2 separate regions of the Danio rerio genome follow, and region 1 is linked to region 2. A link is a contact called in public Hi-C data. All regions are on one chromosome and are shown on one strand. The core of a region is the stretch at or near the end of the contact, and the rest is flanking DNA. Distances in the headings are between cores, read along the strand shown. Region 1 overlaps atp5f1d (ATP synthase F1 subunit delta). Region 2 holds the start of yjefn3 (YjeF N-terminal domain containing 3).

What was found. Hi-C and Micro-C count contacts between places; a contact is called where the count stands out from the background.
Region 1: a contact with region 2 is called in a Hi-C map of embryo, with 3 times the contacts expected there. The contact joins the enhancer-like site here to the promoter of yjefn3 in region 2. A contact is called at or near these places in 3 of 18 Hi-C or Micro-C datasets (all in embryo).

What each region holds. Positions count from the first base shown.
Region 1 is chr22:18,468,334-18,475,756 of GRCz12tu, reverse strand. atp5f1d (ATP synthase F1 subunit delta) reads left to right here. Exons shown (of 5, transcript NM_199968.1): 4 at 2,044-2,181; 5 at 4,241-4,367. The coding sequence ends at 2,166. Among named protein-coding and RNA genes, the nearest start is that of atp5f1d, 12 kb to the left of the region's middle. Within about 2 kb of position 4,501, at least 10 of the 62 cell types and tissues checked have an H3K27ac peak or open chromatin away from gene starts, as enhancers often do.
Region 2 is chr22:18,080,915-18,088,703 of GRCz12tu, reverse strand. yjefn3 (YjeF N-terminal domain containing 3) reads right to left here and starts at 4,699. Exons shown (of 6, transcript NM_001044843.1): 1 at 4,641-4,699. The coding sequence starts at 4,699. LOC141380303 (a long non-coding RNA gene) reads left to right here. Exons shown (of 4, transcript XR_012398126.1): 4 at 1-3,748. It overlaps tssk6 (testis-specific serine kinase 6), which reads left to right and starts at 7,013. Exons shown (of 1, transcript NM_001044845.1): 1 at 7,013-7,789. The coding sequence starts at 7,013.

The DNA of each region.
Region 1 (7,423 bases), core at 3,252-5,751, 390 kb before region 2:
GATTGGAAGCAAATTAGTGCACTAAGGCAGGGGTTTTCAAACTGTGGGTCGCGACACACTAGTGGGTCACACAGTGAACAAAGAAGGGTCGCGCAATGACCTGCAGCTATATTTACATTGCAGTGAATCAAAACCAGTACGATTGATGGCTATAACTCAAAAACCTCTTACCCTAAAAAGATCTAAAGTGTGCTTCCTACAAAAAGACAAAGCTGGTTATGTTTCACAGCTGTCTTTTTCTTTTTTCGCTCGACATTACGACCACTGCTCCGTTTGAGCCCTCGCAATCTGCGTTTAGCTGGGAGAGCTCGCGCAGAGCGAAGCCCTCAGTAAGGGACCGTCGGAAAAGTGCTTATTTTTCTTTCTCCGTCCTGCGTGTTTTATATTAAACACTACAAATTTTCTCTTAAATGAGCACAAACAGTTACTAAAGTAGTCGAATGCTTCATTATAGGTCTGTGCATTCTTACATTAACACCTCTGTTATCAAACAAAACTCAATGAGAGATTCATTTGCTGCACTTCACTAAATAACTATGGTAACTTTAATCAATATGCAAATACAATTAAAAGTAAAATAGATTTTATAGCTTTATTTAATTTCTGGATTGGCCATTAATTTTAATAGACTAAACCTTTTATTTTATTGTCAATATTTTCTAATGTTTGCTATGTATTCTATCATTTGAAGCTATATGTTGTCCCATAGTTTTTTTACATCCCTACGTTGACCGATTGCTAATCAATAAATAGCTATAGTGCTATCTGTTAGTTTTAGCGTCACCTAATGTTATGGAAGGGCATAGATGTTATGGAAAATAGTAATGTAACTACCCCTATCAGTCCCATATTAGATCTATTCAGCTATTCAACTTCGAGCCTCATTATGTGCATATCAAATCGCAAAATCCAAAAAGCCGCACACCATATATTTTTGACTGCTTTGAATGGATACATTTTTTTTACCCATTTTTCCATATTAAAATATTATGGTGGGTCTGAAGATTGAATTACTTCCCTAGGTGGGTGCCGGAATAAAAAAAGTTTGGGAATCCCTGCACTAAGGTATGCAGCAATGTAGTAAGGATGTTCTCTCCTGTCACTGATAAACTATTTATTTTTTTATTTTAAACATGCTTATTTTTGGTAACAAAATGGGAAGTCTTCACCTCTTCCTCCGTAGTTTTATAAAACCTGATTGTAAATTCGCACACACTTGCGTTTCAGAAGCTCACTGGTGCCATCTTTTGCATCTAACCCATTAAGGTTGAAGTTGTAAATGGTACTCTAGGAACAAGTTTGAACACCCCTGGTTCAGTAAGGTTTTATAGAATTGTGCCTGAAATGTAGCTTTTAAAAGCCCAACAGACCGTCTTTTGTTTGTATGCATGCTATTTATCGTCCACACAACATTAATAAAAGCAAACACAATGGTCTTGGTTTTCTCTTAGTCACCTCTTTCTCTGAACGATTCGAGCGTTCAGCATGACGCATCGAAAACGAGCTGCCTCCAAATGGGATGTTCTTGGACATGCCCTTTCTCTGACACAGAATTAAGAGCACTTTTGGGTTCATTCCACATAAATAGGTCACTTTTTTATTCTACCTAGAGATAGCTGTGCTTGGGGTCTTGCTGGTTAATAAGGAAGGAAAGGTCAGTCACCGTTGAAGTGGTGCAGATGTGTCAAATCCCCACTGAGAGACCTTTAACTCCCAGCAATGTTTGGCCTTTACACTGTGTAATCGCCACTGTGACAAATGTCCTTCACAGGAAAGAGGCCACGTTTATTTGCTCACACGGCCATGCTAGCCTAGAATGTGGCTCAAGTAGCACTAGCATTGATTTTTAAGGCAAAGATGAGTTTTCTCACTTATAAGGTGCTCCAAGATATTGAAGTTCTGGGATCTATACGACACTCGTTCCAATTGATGGGACTTTTATAATGTCAGCCGTTATAGATTGAGTTGCCACACTATACATCACTGTCAAGATTACAGTGAGAGTGAACCAAATGTCAAAGAGAGCCTTGTCTTCTTTTACAGGCAGCGAAAGCGAACCTGGAGAAAGCCCAGTCAGAACTGGTCGGCGCTTCAGACGAGGCGACCCGGGCCGAGGTTCTGATCAGCATAGAGGCGAACGAAGCGATTGTCAAAGCGCTGGAGTAAATGGTCTGTTTGTTGGTACGTATACATTTTAGCAATATCCCATTGTGAAAATATTGTAGTTAAAGGGATAGTTCACCAAGAAAAAATTTATTTACTCACTATTTATATCCTCAAGTGTTCTTTAATCTTTGAGATTTAATTACAAAAGATGATATTTTATGCAAATCTGTAACTATTGACCTCCATAGTATGGAAAACAAGTACTTTGATTACAGGTTTGCAGCTTTCTTCTAGTCATTTTTGTGTGAAAGAAAGAAAATTGTAAATGTTTGAAACAACTAATAGGGCTGCATGATATTGGAAAAATCTTATATTGTGATATTTTGCTGTTTAAATACAATTTTGCAAGATGACTTAAATGAGTTCTTAATTTTATGATATTCTGGAGGGTCTAACAGATTTCAGGTGCAGAAATTCAATAATTAAATCTATAACACTATATAGTGTTCATTGTATAAATAATTAAAAACAATTGTTTTTTGTTACACCTCCAAACGTCCTCATTTCTTTTTCTTAAATGTTTCAAACTCACTTAAAATCTGTACATAGTCACAGGCCTTAAAACACATCTTTCACTCTATTACACTTTGCAGTGCCTCTACAAATAGGGCTGGGCGATATTGCAAAAGCGGTTATCACGAGAGCATGTTTCATATCATTCGGTATCGATAATTATTAAACCAATTCCTAACAATCCGTTTAGGAATATTATGATTTCTTTTATTCAACCACCTCAATTTCATTTACCAACATTATTGAACAAAAATATTTCAACAAAAAATTTGATTGCTTTATAATAAAATAAACACAAGTGTTAAAGAGACTCTTCAACTTCATCAATAAAATGTTACAATGTGTGTGCAATGGTAAAGGTAGATCACCATCTGTAAGGTGTCAATGATACAGTAAACCTTAAACTCTGTAAACAAAACCAATTATAATAATCAGATCTGAGCTTTCAAGTAAAGGAACTAACCATCATTATTCAAATACATATTGCAGCATTACAAACTGTGAAGTTGAATGACGATAAAAATCTTTCAGATGGGGAGCTAGTGACTGGGATGCACAAGAAAAGTAACCAAAAAGCCACTCTGGTCACATCATTTTGTATTTACAATCACTTCACTGCTGCTATACGGCACTCATTTTCACATGTGTTGTTATTCTGACCTGAAGTGACAAGCGCAAGCATGTGCTTTGTGTTTTTCTGGAGTAATTAGTCTGCTGTTATTACTGAAATTTGTATATTTTATACAAAGCATGAAGCAGATCGGTTAGTTCTAGTGCTCAAGGTATTCGGAAAAGTTCAGATGTTTTTCAAATATGTGCACCTGGAAAACCAGCACACGCCTCCATTGGAAAGTACAAACTAACACTCTAAGCTTATTGGCATTGCTTCCAATGAACGCGCTGAGCAGCCACGTTTTAATAAAACTATAGCGTTTCATACTGAAACTACATACCAAACTTTTTTTTCTTTATCGATATTGACAATAGTGTTTGGTCAATAAATACCTACATCGATTTCATACAGTCCAATTTACAAATGTGTAAAAAAAAAAGCCTTTGTGTGTGTGGTCCAAATATATAACATTTCTAAAATCTACAAGCGTAAAAATTATTTTGTTTTCAAAATTAAGTTTGTTTTGCCCTAAAACAAGCAAAAAAATCTTGTTTGGGTTAAAAGTAAGAATATGTTACTTAATCCACTGTCTTATTTTAAAATGTCTCAATTTGGCTTCTTATTTCTGATAACCAAACAATATTATTTACTTGTCTAGAAAAATGCTTCTTGATTTAGGAATTTTTCAATTTTGGACTAGAAATGTGACAAAAACACTAAGAAAAGCATTATTTTTGCAATGTGAACTGTGGCTCCTGATCAAATATAATAAGATTGTTTGATGTATCCACTATTGTGGATTTACTCGTTACAATATCTATGCTAAATCCATATTGTGCCCCCCTAGTGAGTAAATGACACATTTTTATTTTTTGGGTGAACTATCCCTTTAATACTGTATGTGAATGTTCTCTCATTCATTTATACCAATATCTGTCTTCTCAACAGAGAATTCTGTCGGTTTGAAAAGGTCTCCGGCTTTTTCTGTTCCCCACCCCAGTGAAGTCAAACCGCAAGACTTAACTGCTTGCTTTGTACAGTGGATGAAATTAACAATAAATTTATTTGAAATACACACAGTGTCATCTGCATTCCTTGCATTTTTCACAAACCAGAGCTGTAATTGCTGTTCTATTAATTAGTATTATAAATGCAGTCCTGTTCATGACTGAAAGGGGGCAGTATGGCACTGTTGAAATTTGAACTATGGAGCCATTTCTCAGAAGTGACTCGAGTGAATCTGTTCATCTTGATTATTCAGTCACTGACACAAGTTTTGTACAGACTGTACTATTTTTACCCATACTGCTTTTTATGCATGCACATCCTCAATTCTAGCCGTTATACCAATTGTCAGCCTACTCATGAGGCCCTAATATGCATTTTCTAGATCACTAAAACTGATAAACTATTACTCAGGCACATTCATAAGCCAGCTAGGGTTAGAAATGCAGCTTGTATATGCAGACAGAAGAGTTGTCTTTCAGACTGTGCTGCAAAAGTCTAGAATTTGCGTAAGTACAGGGTAATTTTACATGGCAGCTCCAGAGCTATAAGCATGTGCCGACTGGAGTTTTACGAGACTAAACCACATGCGTCTTTATGAACGTCAGACGTCTGTCGTGGCAACATGCTGCAGCTTGCTCCAGGCAGCACATGTACTGAATTGGCAGGGAACCCTTGCTGAAAGGAGTCCTTGTGCTTTTCTAAGAAAAGGTGTTTTATGTGTGCTAGTTTGTCTAAATTGTTACTTGCACTGCACAACTTCAATGTTAACTGTAAATTTGTGATGACTTACTCATGAAAAGTTGACCGAATAACAAAACCGTGCTGACAACAAGCTAATTTTCACTTGCTCTCAGAGCAGTGGTGTCAAAAATCAGTGTTGCACAGACATACGATTTTAGGTGGTTTAAGACACCACAAGGTTCTATTTGTGTCACACAATGTTCCGCTTGTTGCCATGTTTTTTTCTGCATCTCAAGTCTGAGTATAGCCTCTATTCTTAAGCTTCCTCTACAGGGTTGTCCTAATTACCATTTTGCATTCTTGAGAAAAAACAGTTTTAAATCAGAAGTGGTGCACTAGCAGAACTCTGCATTCATTTATGCTGGATGTCTTAGTATAGTACACCAAAGGGTTGGGGAGTATTGTTCTGTTAAATTGATGCATAATTAGCTTGCAATGTCCAAGGGGAAATGCCACTTTCGTTAGCATTATATTTAATGCATAAGTAGGCATGGCTATTTTTGTCTATTGTAGTGTTTATGCGCTGCGGACACAATCGCTGTTCTTTATTTCATGTTATTGCAATGGAAAAGCTGTGTTCTTAAAACATCAGCAGCATAGCAAGGCACAGAGCTTTAATATTTTGTTACATTAATGATGCATCGAACAGTTGCTGAAGGCCTCATAGCTGAATGTTTTTAGAACCGCTCTCTTATGTATCGCAGAAAAAAAAGAAACACTTCGGTGGACACTTAAGGCTGATTTATACTTTCGCGTCACGCACACATGTATGGTCCGGCGCAGCGGTCGCATAGCCCTTACCATGGCTGAAGTGGACTTTTTAAAAAAAACATTAACTACACATCACAACGACACGTAGCGCAAGCTTTGTGATTGGTCGTCTTGGTATCTGTGATGAGTGTGGGAGGTGCTGAGAGCCGCGAGCTCAATGGAGCGAGTGTCTAAGAAGCTCCAGTTGGAAACTTGTGCTTTGTGTCTACATTATGTTTAAAGTTGTTGCTCGTCCGCCGGCTCCTGCCTCTGAATGAGCAAGTATTAACGACTTGTACTTTAAGGTAACATTCAGAAAACACAAAACCTCTGCGAAGAAACTCGATACAGAGGGACATAACCTCACTGCCAGCTAGTGCTTTGTTAGTGTTATTGCAGAGCAACATAAACTGCACACAGAAGTATAAATGCACGACTATGCACAAGGCATGCACTGTTCACGCCGATCACTTGACGCAGAAGTATAAACCGGCCTTTACCTTGTGCCCCATTCACACGCTTCCGATTCACTTTAAATGGGTGATGTCAAGTGCTGCAAAACTGAACTGTGGGTCCGACGGCGCTGCTTCAGCTGCGTTGATCACTGCAAAGTTGGGACTTTCTCAACTTGTCAAGCGCCTAAGGAAGCATCAGCCAATCAAATCGCTGTATGCAAATACCCCAGCTCAGCTCAAACTTATTTCATTGGCTGACACGGCTATGACAATCATGCCAGCCCCAACTTCAGACACGCCCTCTGTCAAGCGTTGATGCTAAAGCCCCATGTGTATCGGGCGATATTCTTCCAGTTGGAAGGCTTGTTTAAGGACCACTTTCAAATATTTCAAAATAAGTTGAGAATAGGAATGGAGCATCCAGTTCTGCTAACTTAATGCGGTTTAATTCTTTAATTAGTACACTGACATTTATTTAACAAGGGGTCTTGCTAAATCATTGCAACCCGGTTCTTCTCCTGGAGGTAAAACTTCTTGCAGAGTCTCCAACAAACTCACCTAAAAGTTTCTGCTGATCTTTAAGACTTTAATCAGCTGTTTTAAGTGGCTAAACATGACTGGACACCGATTGTACAATTCTCTGTGGTAAGGACCCTCCAGGAACAGCATTGCGCACCTCTATTGTAGGGGTTTTCATTCTTTAGATTCTTTCTGGAAGATGGACAGTTGTAATAAAGCGGTGCTTGTAGCTCTGACCTTGTTTTGCGTGCAGTCTGCACAGCTTCAGACTCTCGGGTGGCTGTGAGATACTGCATGCAGGCTGCTGGGAGTGGGCGCAGAGGCCTGACGCTCACGCCTACGCAGGCATAAGGACCAGCGCAGATCTGCAACCAGTTCTGCAGTTACAGGAACTAAATAAGGCTGGAGTTCCGAGAAACGCAGCCGCTCGTAGGTCAGTCTTTTAAAGCTGTTTCTCAATGTAGACCCTACACCACATCCTTTTTTGTAGCTTTCACCCACACATGCAAAAGTTGTCTACAAATAGAAGCATTCTAGAGAAAGCTGCAAATCCACAACACACCTCAAAACCTTCTTGAACTTTGTCAGCTTTGCTCTAGTGATCTCAATTTATTTATTACATGTAGGTTTTAAGAGAACAGCACTTTTATTGACCACT
Region 2 (7,789 bases), core at 3,450-5,949:
CTTTAATGGTCCTTGTGTGGGCTTGAGAGTTTGCTGCATCACATTTGATAGATCAGGATTGATGGTGCATCAAATATTTTGTGTCATCAAAGCAGAAGAGACAGATGGAGTGTGACAGTACTCTGCTTGACCAGCTGAGAACAGTGACAGTGATCCACTTCCACGATCTTACAACTAAATGGATCATTAGACCAGTGTTTCTCAAACCTGTTCCTGCAGGCACACCAACAGTATTTTGGATGTCTCCCTTATCTGACCTATTCATTTCAGGTTTTGAAGTCTCTCCTAACGTTCTGATGAGTTGAAATCTGGTGTGTTTAATAAGGAAGAGGTTGAAATATGTACTGTTGGTGTGCCTTCAGGAACAGGATTGGGAAACACTGCATTAGACATCAATGAAAGATAACCTATAGGGCTCCGTGTTTATTCCCTTTGAACTAACCGAAAATATTCAGCCAGACTCACCTGTTTTTTACACCCAGGCAAAAGCATGCACACTTCTGTTGCACTCTTGACAAACTGAGTAAATCGAGACCTTGTCTCCGTAATCTAACTTTAATGGGAGCCACCATTAGAAGTAATACATTGCCTGGTAACAAACCACAAATCATGCAGGCTGCTCCGTTATTGCATTTGGAGCCTCGATCTATAAATAAACCCCAGAGCCCGGCAGAAGCGATAGAGCTTAACCACCGCTGTGGAGAATATCAACAGGATGGACGCGCAATCAGGTAAGAGTTCAACACCATAATACACCTGTTACCATGCTACAAAACTTTATTCTTAACAAAATGCATTTAACAGCGGAGGAAACACATGCTTAAAATGTAACATTTTTTAATCTCGGCAAAGACCATGTCTTTGCCAGAAGTTTAGCTGGAAGCACTAAAATGATGTTGAATATAAGAAAGACTTTTAAAGTAAGAAATTTACATTTTTAAATTGGAATGTGTCAGTGTCACATGACTAGATCAGTGTACACCTGTCCTGCAAGAACATCAAGAAGATGTTAGAGGTGGAAATTTGATAACAGTCCATACCTGTCAACATTGAGATGCGAAAATAAGAAATGACCCCCGTGTGTAAAGAATCCGTTAGAGAAACAGCATCTATTTATCACTATAGAGTGCGTCTGACAGTCATGCACTGCTATATGAACTGACTGTTTTGAGGATTGCATCGGAGGGGCGACTGCGCCTTTAATGGAAATGAAGGGAATCCTGTCGTTTTTATATTTATTTCAAAATGTTTTCATGCCAAAATAAAATGAAAGCGCAGAACAGATTCACACTTAAGAGCAAGGAGCATCCTCTGGAGGTTCAGCAGTATAGTTTGTACATAGGGAGGATCAGTTCTTTAAATTTTTTTGCCACCCTTCATAGAAAGATTAAAAGAGAGACGGGAGAATACGGGAAAATGTCTGTACGAGACGATAGCCGGATAAAGTTGGAAACTACAAAAAAATCGTGGGAAAACGGGAGGGTTGACAGGCATGTAACAGTCACAACCAGGGCTGGCGCATCCATAGAGGTGACCTAGTGAATAGTGAAGGCGGCATTTCAATTGTTATTAAGGAGTCTGAAATCAGTCTTTTTTTTTTTTTGCCACCTGGGCATAAAATGGCATCACTAATCTCTCCAAAGCAGAAATGGATGTGAGACAGTACTGATTGGACCTACAAAACACACGTGTTGTGATGTAAATGACAACAAATTCACAACTGTCCATTTTTAAGACACCAGCATTCATCTAAGACAGTGGTTCCCAAAGTGGGGGATGCATGACAATGACAGGGGGGCGCTTGGTGATTTCCAAAAGTCAAATAAATTTAAATAAACTATTAGAATTACCATATTTTAGCTATACATCACAGAAGATAAAAAATAGTAGTTTTTAACAGTAAAACAACATGCAAATGAAAAGCCATTTGCTTTAAAATTATTTTTTTCATAATATCGGTTACGTAAGATTACCAACACAGCAATAGCGTTAGCTGCAGCAGATTGATTTTATAGCACCAGGTTAAACTTTCTGACACCTTTATGGCAATCAAAAACATTAAAAATAAATACAGGCCATCACTGAACATTGAGAATGATCTCTGACTGACGGTCTCCAAAATTAAACCAAGAATAGACTAAAGTGCTGAAAACATTGTTTCCCCCAGTCTCTTTAGTTGAGGTTAATATTAAACAAATTAATAAATGACTATAAAAATGATATGGCTGATGGACTGCTAAACTTTTTCAGGTTGTCAATATGCTTGTTTTTATATGTGCGCAACGTTTGTATATGTATAACCACCTCCAAGGAATTTGTGGGTCACGAGTCACTGGCATTGTTATTTAAGGGGTCGTGGGCTGAAAAATTTGGGAACCCCTGATCTAAGAGACCATTTGCATTCAACTAAAAATGAAAAACTTTTGTCATTTTAGGGGCCTTAAAAAACAAGTTTAAATCCATACGAAAAAAGTTTAACAATATTGTAATACTACTGTTTGTTTTGTTGGCTTTGTTTTTGCAAAGTTAAATCACCACTTACTGGTCTGGCATGTATCAGCATGTAGTATGAATCTGCGTGAACAAAACATCGTTGTTACACAAAATGGTATTTGTAATTTAAACTGGTCTTTATTTCTCTATTTTATCATCAAAATCAAATACACAGGTTTATAGTGTAAATAGATTTGTTATTCTCCTAGCTTATAGTGTCCAACTAAGGAAGTCTTGTACATTTGCAGTAAATAATGTAACTCTCATAGCCTGCAAATAGTAAAATAATTTATCAAAAATATAACTTTTTAAATACAGTGGTCCCTCGTTATTTGCGGGAGTTACATTCTAAAAATAACCTGCAATAGGCAAAATCCGAAGTAGTCAGCTTTATTTTTTACAATTATTATAGATTTTTTAAGGCTGTAAAACCTCTCACTACACACACTTTTCTCAAACAGGCATTAACAAATCTCTTGTTTAAACACTCTCGAAGTTCAAACCTTCGTAGAAAAATGAGTCCAGTATTATAGAATGAAACCAAATAACAAAAACATTTGATCTTCATTTATTTATTCCGTAATGGCGCCCTACAGCCGCGAAACTTCTAACACCCTTTAGCATGTGCAGAAGTTCAACTTTTTGTGCCATGGTTAGCATCTTCCTCTGCCTTTTGGGTAATACCACAGGTGCATATAACGGTAAAGAACATTTCGTTGACATTGTGGAGACAAAACTTGCAAACATACAGTACAGCACATCAGTCACACTGCTAGCGATCGAAAATTAAATAGATTTAGCAAGCTGAACGCATTCTGTACTGTACAGGAGACACGATTTGGAGATTGATTGACAGTGGTCTACAGCCAATCAGGACGCAGAACACAATGCGCAGGATTACAGTATAGCGAGGGACCACTGTACAATAATTATAAGTAGCTTTCCCAGTACTTGGGTTGCAGCTAGAAGGGCATCCGCTGAGTAAAACATGTGCCAGAATAGTTGGTGGTTCATTACGCTGTGGTGACCCATGATAAATCAGGAACTAAGCCGAAGGAAAATTAATGAATGATTGAATTTTAAATAGCAATCCACACACAAAACGGGACAAACAGCATGGCGACCTGAAAACCCATCTTTTTCCAACCCAGGGTTGTCAGTCTTGGTATCGGCGTCAATACCTGACATCAATAAAAGAACACAGGGGCCATTAACACATACAAATCCCAGGATATACACTACAAATCAGTATGTTAAATAAAAAACTATACAAAACAATGCCAATTGTTTGTGTTCTCACTGTGTGATGAATCCATACAAAATCAACATTTTTGGGGGTTTAAGTAACAGTAGAAACATTAATCTCCCCTGAATTCACGCCGTTAAACCTCAAATCCTTAAATCCTATTATTCCGTACTCCCTTAAAGTGTATAATTTGCTTCGTCTCTTGCCGACCAGTGTATTCTAAACACCGTGGGCTGGTGTGAAGAGCTTCAAGGGCCTCTTTTGCCAGGAAAGCAAACCTCATGCCGCTCAGGCTCATGATCAAAACACCATTTGTTCTGTATCGTTTTTATAGAGATTCTCCAGTTACACTCTGCTGAATCAGTATCCTACAAGAATACGAGGCACTTTGTCAGATGCGAGATCGAATTAGACACTTTTATAGACTGATAATGTGCTCTGACAGATGCCATATTTCACTCGGATCAGAAAACAGGCGGCCTCCTGCTTGTTTAAAGAGCAGATCTTTGGCTGTGATGTTGCCATCACAACATCCAGCAGCTAAAATGTCACATCACCTTCACCGACATACCTAAATCACTCACAAACTGCTGTAGAGAGACCTGAAGTGCAGCGTTTCTTTCACCTGTTTGCTGCCTGCATGCCAGGTTATTAAAGCACGTTGATCTTAATCAACGTCCCTTAGTTTGGCAAACAGGAAAGCTGGGAGGAAATGAAGTTAGATGCATTTTCTTTAGACAGTAAGGGATATTACAGCCATCCGTCTGTGTCCCAAATTACATTCAGTTAGACTGAAGTAATGATACAAACAGTATTCACCCTTATTAAGATGCATTTAAACACAAACTGCTACTGCTCACATTATGAGGCGTAATAACAACAAAAAAAAAACATAGCATACCTGAGGTAACGCAGTGGCTCTATGGTCTCAGGTTCTTTCTCGTTGGAGCTGTGGTTCATCTTGATTTATTCGGCAGCGCTTATCTCTAGCAACAGTCACCCTCTTATTGCTCTTTCTATTCTCACTGTGTGTGCCCTGCTTCAGTCTACTGGCTTACTGGCTGATAAAACCAGGCTCCACGCGTAGATCAGCTACTCTTGCTGGAAGTGTCAGCCAATTAAGAGGCAGGGAGACACCGGGAGTGCCGTCTGATTGGCTGAGCACCCCTGATGCTGGAGAGCTCAGTCAAGCATAAACCGCATCCCTTTCAGATGGAGCATCCTCAGTAGAGGAGCGTGAATGTGTCTATTTTGATTTGAACGCTTATTCATCATGGAGCTGTTTTGGCACATTATCTGTGTAATACTACTGATCATGCATATATTCACGTGTTGAGCTGTTATTATGCAAGGTCTGAGCATTTTGACAATAATTATCATTTATAAGACTCATAAACGGAGATGCTGCTAGCATACAAAGCCAGCAATATTATATTTTAAAGTGTTTAATTTTGTTATAAATATGCAGGGTTTAGTTCATTTGCATTTGAAACGAGCAACAAGCAATGTTTTACATAATGTAAAGTGTTCTAAACTGGATTAATGGAGAGTGATATAAATTAGCGCCACACTGCCGTTTAGAGGTCATATCGCGTCTCTGCAGGCATAAAGTTATTCTGTTGGGGAAATAAACGTAGTAAATTAGGCTTGAGTTTGAGATATATACCCAAACATGCAACTAATTAAAGTAATGAAGAATATAATTTCAGTACTCACTATAATCCTGATGAAAGTGTTATGACGTCACAATAACACCAAAAGACTCCATAAGATGTGATTTTACTTAACATATTGGTATTTATACTATTAAGATATCTGTGAAAGCGATTATCGCTAATATTGAACGACTTTTTCACATTTTAAACGACTGAAGAACCATTTTGGTCGCTCTGAAATCCGATCACGCGGAGAAGACCGTTTCCAGGCTCAGACAAAATGAAAGACGTAAACGGTTGGTGTGAGGGAAAGTGTTTACCGGCAGTGTTGGGTAAAGTTACTTTTAAAGTAACATATTACAATGTTCACAGCAAGAAGGTCGCTGGTTCGAGCCTCAGCTGGGTCTGTTGGCATTCTGTGTGGACTTCGCGTGGGTTTCCTCCGGGTGCTCCGGTGTTATGCCGAGAAACACACCTCTGCCGCAAAATGCACCCTCTCATAGACTTTTATTAGCATTCTCAGTCGACATAAATAAATAAATAAAAGGTCTTAGTTTATTAAAACGTAAAATTATTATTTTATGTGTACGTTTAAAAACACTAGATTTACAAATAAATGAAACATTTTATTAAGTGTAGCCTAAAATTAGCCTTTTTGTTGGGTTTTAAACAGGGTAAATGAAACACAAAATTGTTGCTGTTTTAAACTAAACCACACATACTTAATATCTGTATGACTGTAAGTCAATCTATTTACTTATATCTTTATATATCTTTAGTCAGGAAGGTTCCATTCATGAAACTCACCTCAATCACTCTAGAGTCAACTCTATTATTTATTATTGACTAAGCCAAAAAGAAAATTAATGAATGAAAAATACAATATTAAGTCGCTTTGAAGTAACAAATTTGTTACTTTGTTATTTTTTAAGCAAAGCAGGCAAATGTAAAGCAAAATTATTCGTTTTATATACATTAAAATAGGCTTAGGATTGTAATTACTACTTTTTAACAAAGTTTAAAAGTATGAAAGAGTTTAACATTGAGTTGTACTGCAAACAATAAAGATCTATATATGTGGATCTAGACTAGTTACACTCTCCTATATATTTTACTCCGAGGCAGAAACCAACATCACGTTCATTTTCATCTGTTATTATTGTTCTCATTAATCTGAACACAAGAGGACACTAAAGGCACGTGTAAACGGGGTCTAAAACAGAGAGCTTTTAAGTCAAAAACACTTGAGTGGATTGATTTCATAGTGTAAATACTCATTTGATCAAATGACTCAAACATTTGAGTGCTTGTTAACACCATGGACCAGGTTAAGCATTTCAGCTGACCACTTGATCAGATCGCTTAAAATGCTAATAAAAGGTGGAAATAGGTCCATGTTATGCATTAATTGTGATTAAATAATTGAGTACAGATAACAGAGGCCTAAATTACTGCTTCCAACATTCTTAACCTGTAGAATGATCTATGATGACATCATAGAATAGAATGCTTAAAGAACACAGTAGAATGCACATTCTTATGACATGGGTGAGGAATGCAGTGCAAACTCAAGCTTGACAGTTCTCCTGAGATTGTAGCATACATCTGTTGAGACAAAATGTCTATTAACAACGTTTTGAAAGGCATGGGCTACACTTTCCTCACCTCAATTGGTGAAGGCTCCTTTTCTCGAGTCAAGCTTGCCACCTCGCAGAAGCACTGCTGTAAGGTGGCTATCAAAATTGTAGACCGCATGAGGGGCTCTGCGGATTTCATCCAGAAGTTTCTCCCAAGGGAACTGGCGGTTTTGAGACGGGTGAATCACGAGAACATCATCCAAATGTTCGAATGCATTGAGGTGGCGGGAAAGCGACTCTGCATCGTGATGGAGGCTGCGGAGAAAGATCTCCTTCAGAAGATACATGAGGTCCATCATATTCCTAAAGACCTAAGTAAAACCATGTTTGCGCAGATGGTCAGCGCTATCAACTACCTCCACCAGATGAACATTGTCCACCGAGACCTGAAGTGTGAAAACATACTGTTAACAGCCGATGAGAAAATTAAGATTGCAGACTTCGGCTTTGCTCGATTCGTTGAAGACCCTTCAGAGCTCAGTCATACCTTCTGTGGATCTCGGGCCTACACTCCACCGGAGGTCATCACAGGAACGCCGTATGATCCAAAGAAGTATGACGTATGGAGCCTTGGGGTGATTCTGTATGTCATGGTGACTGGAACAATGCCATACGATGAAACCAACGTCAGACGACTTCGCCTTCTTCAGCAGAGACCATTGAATTATCCAAGTAATGTCGCCGTTGAGGAACCATGCCGGGTGTTTATCAGAACTCTGCTCCAGACAAATCCTTCCACAAGGCCAACTATTCAACAG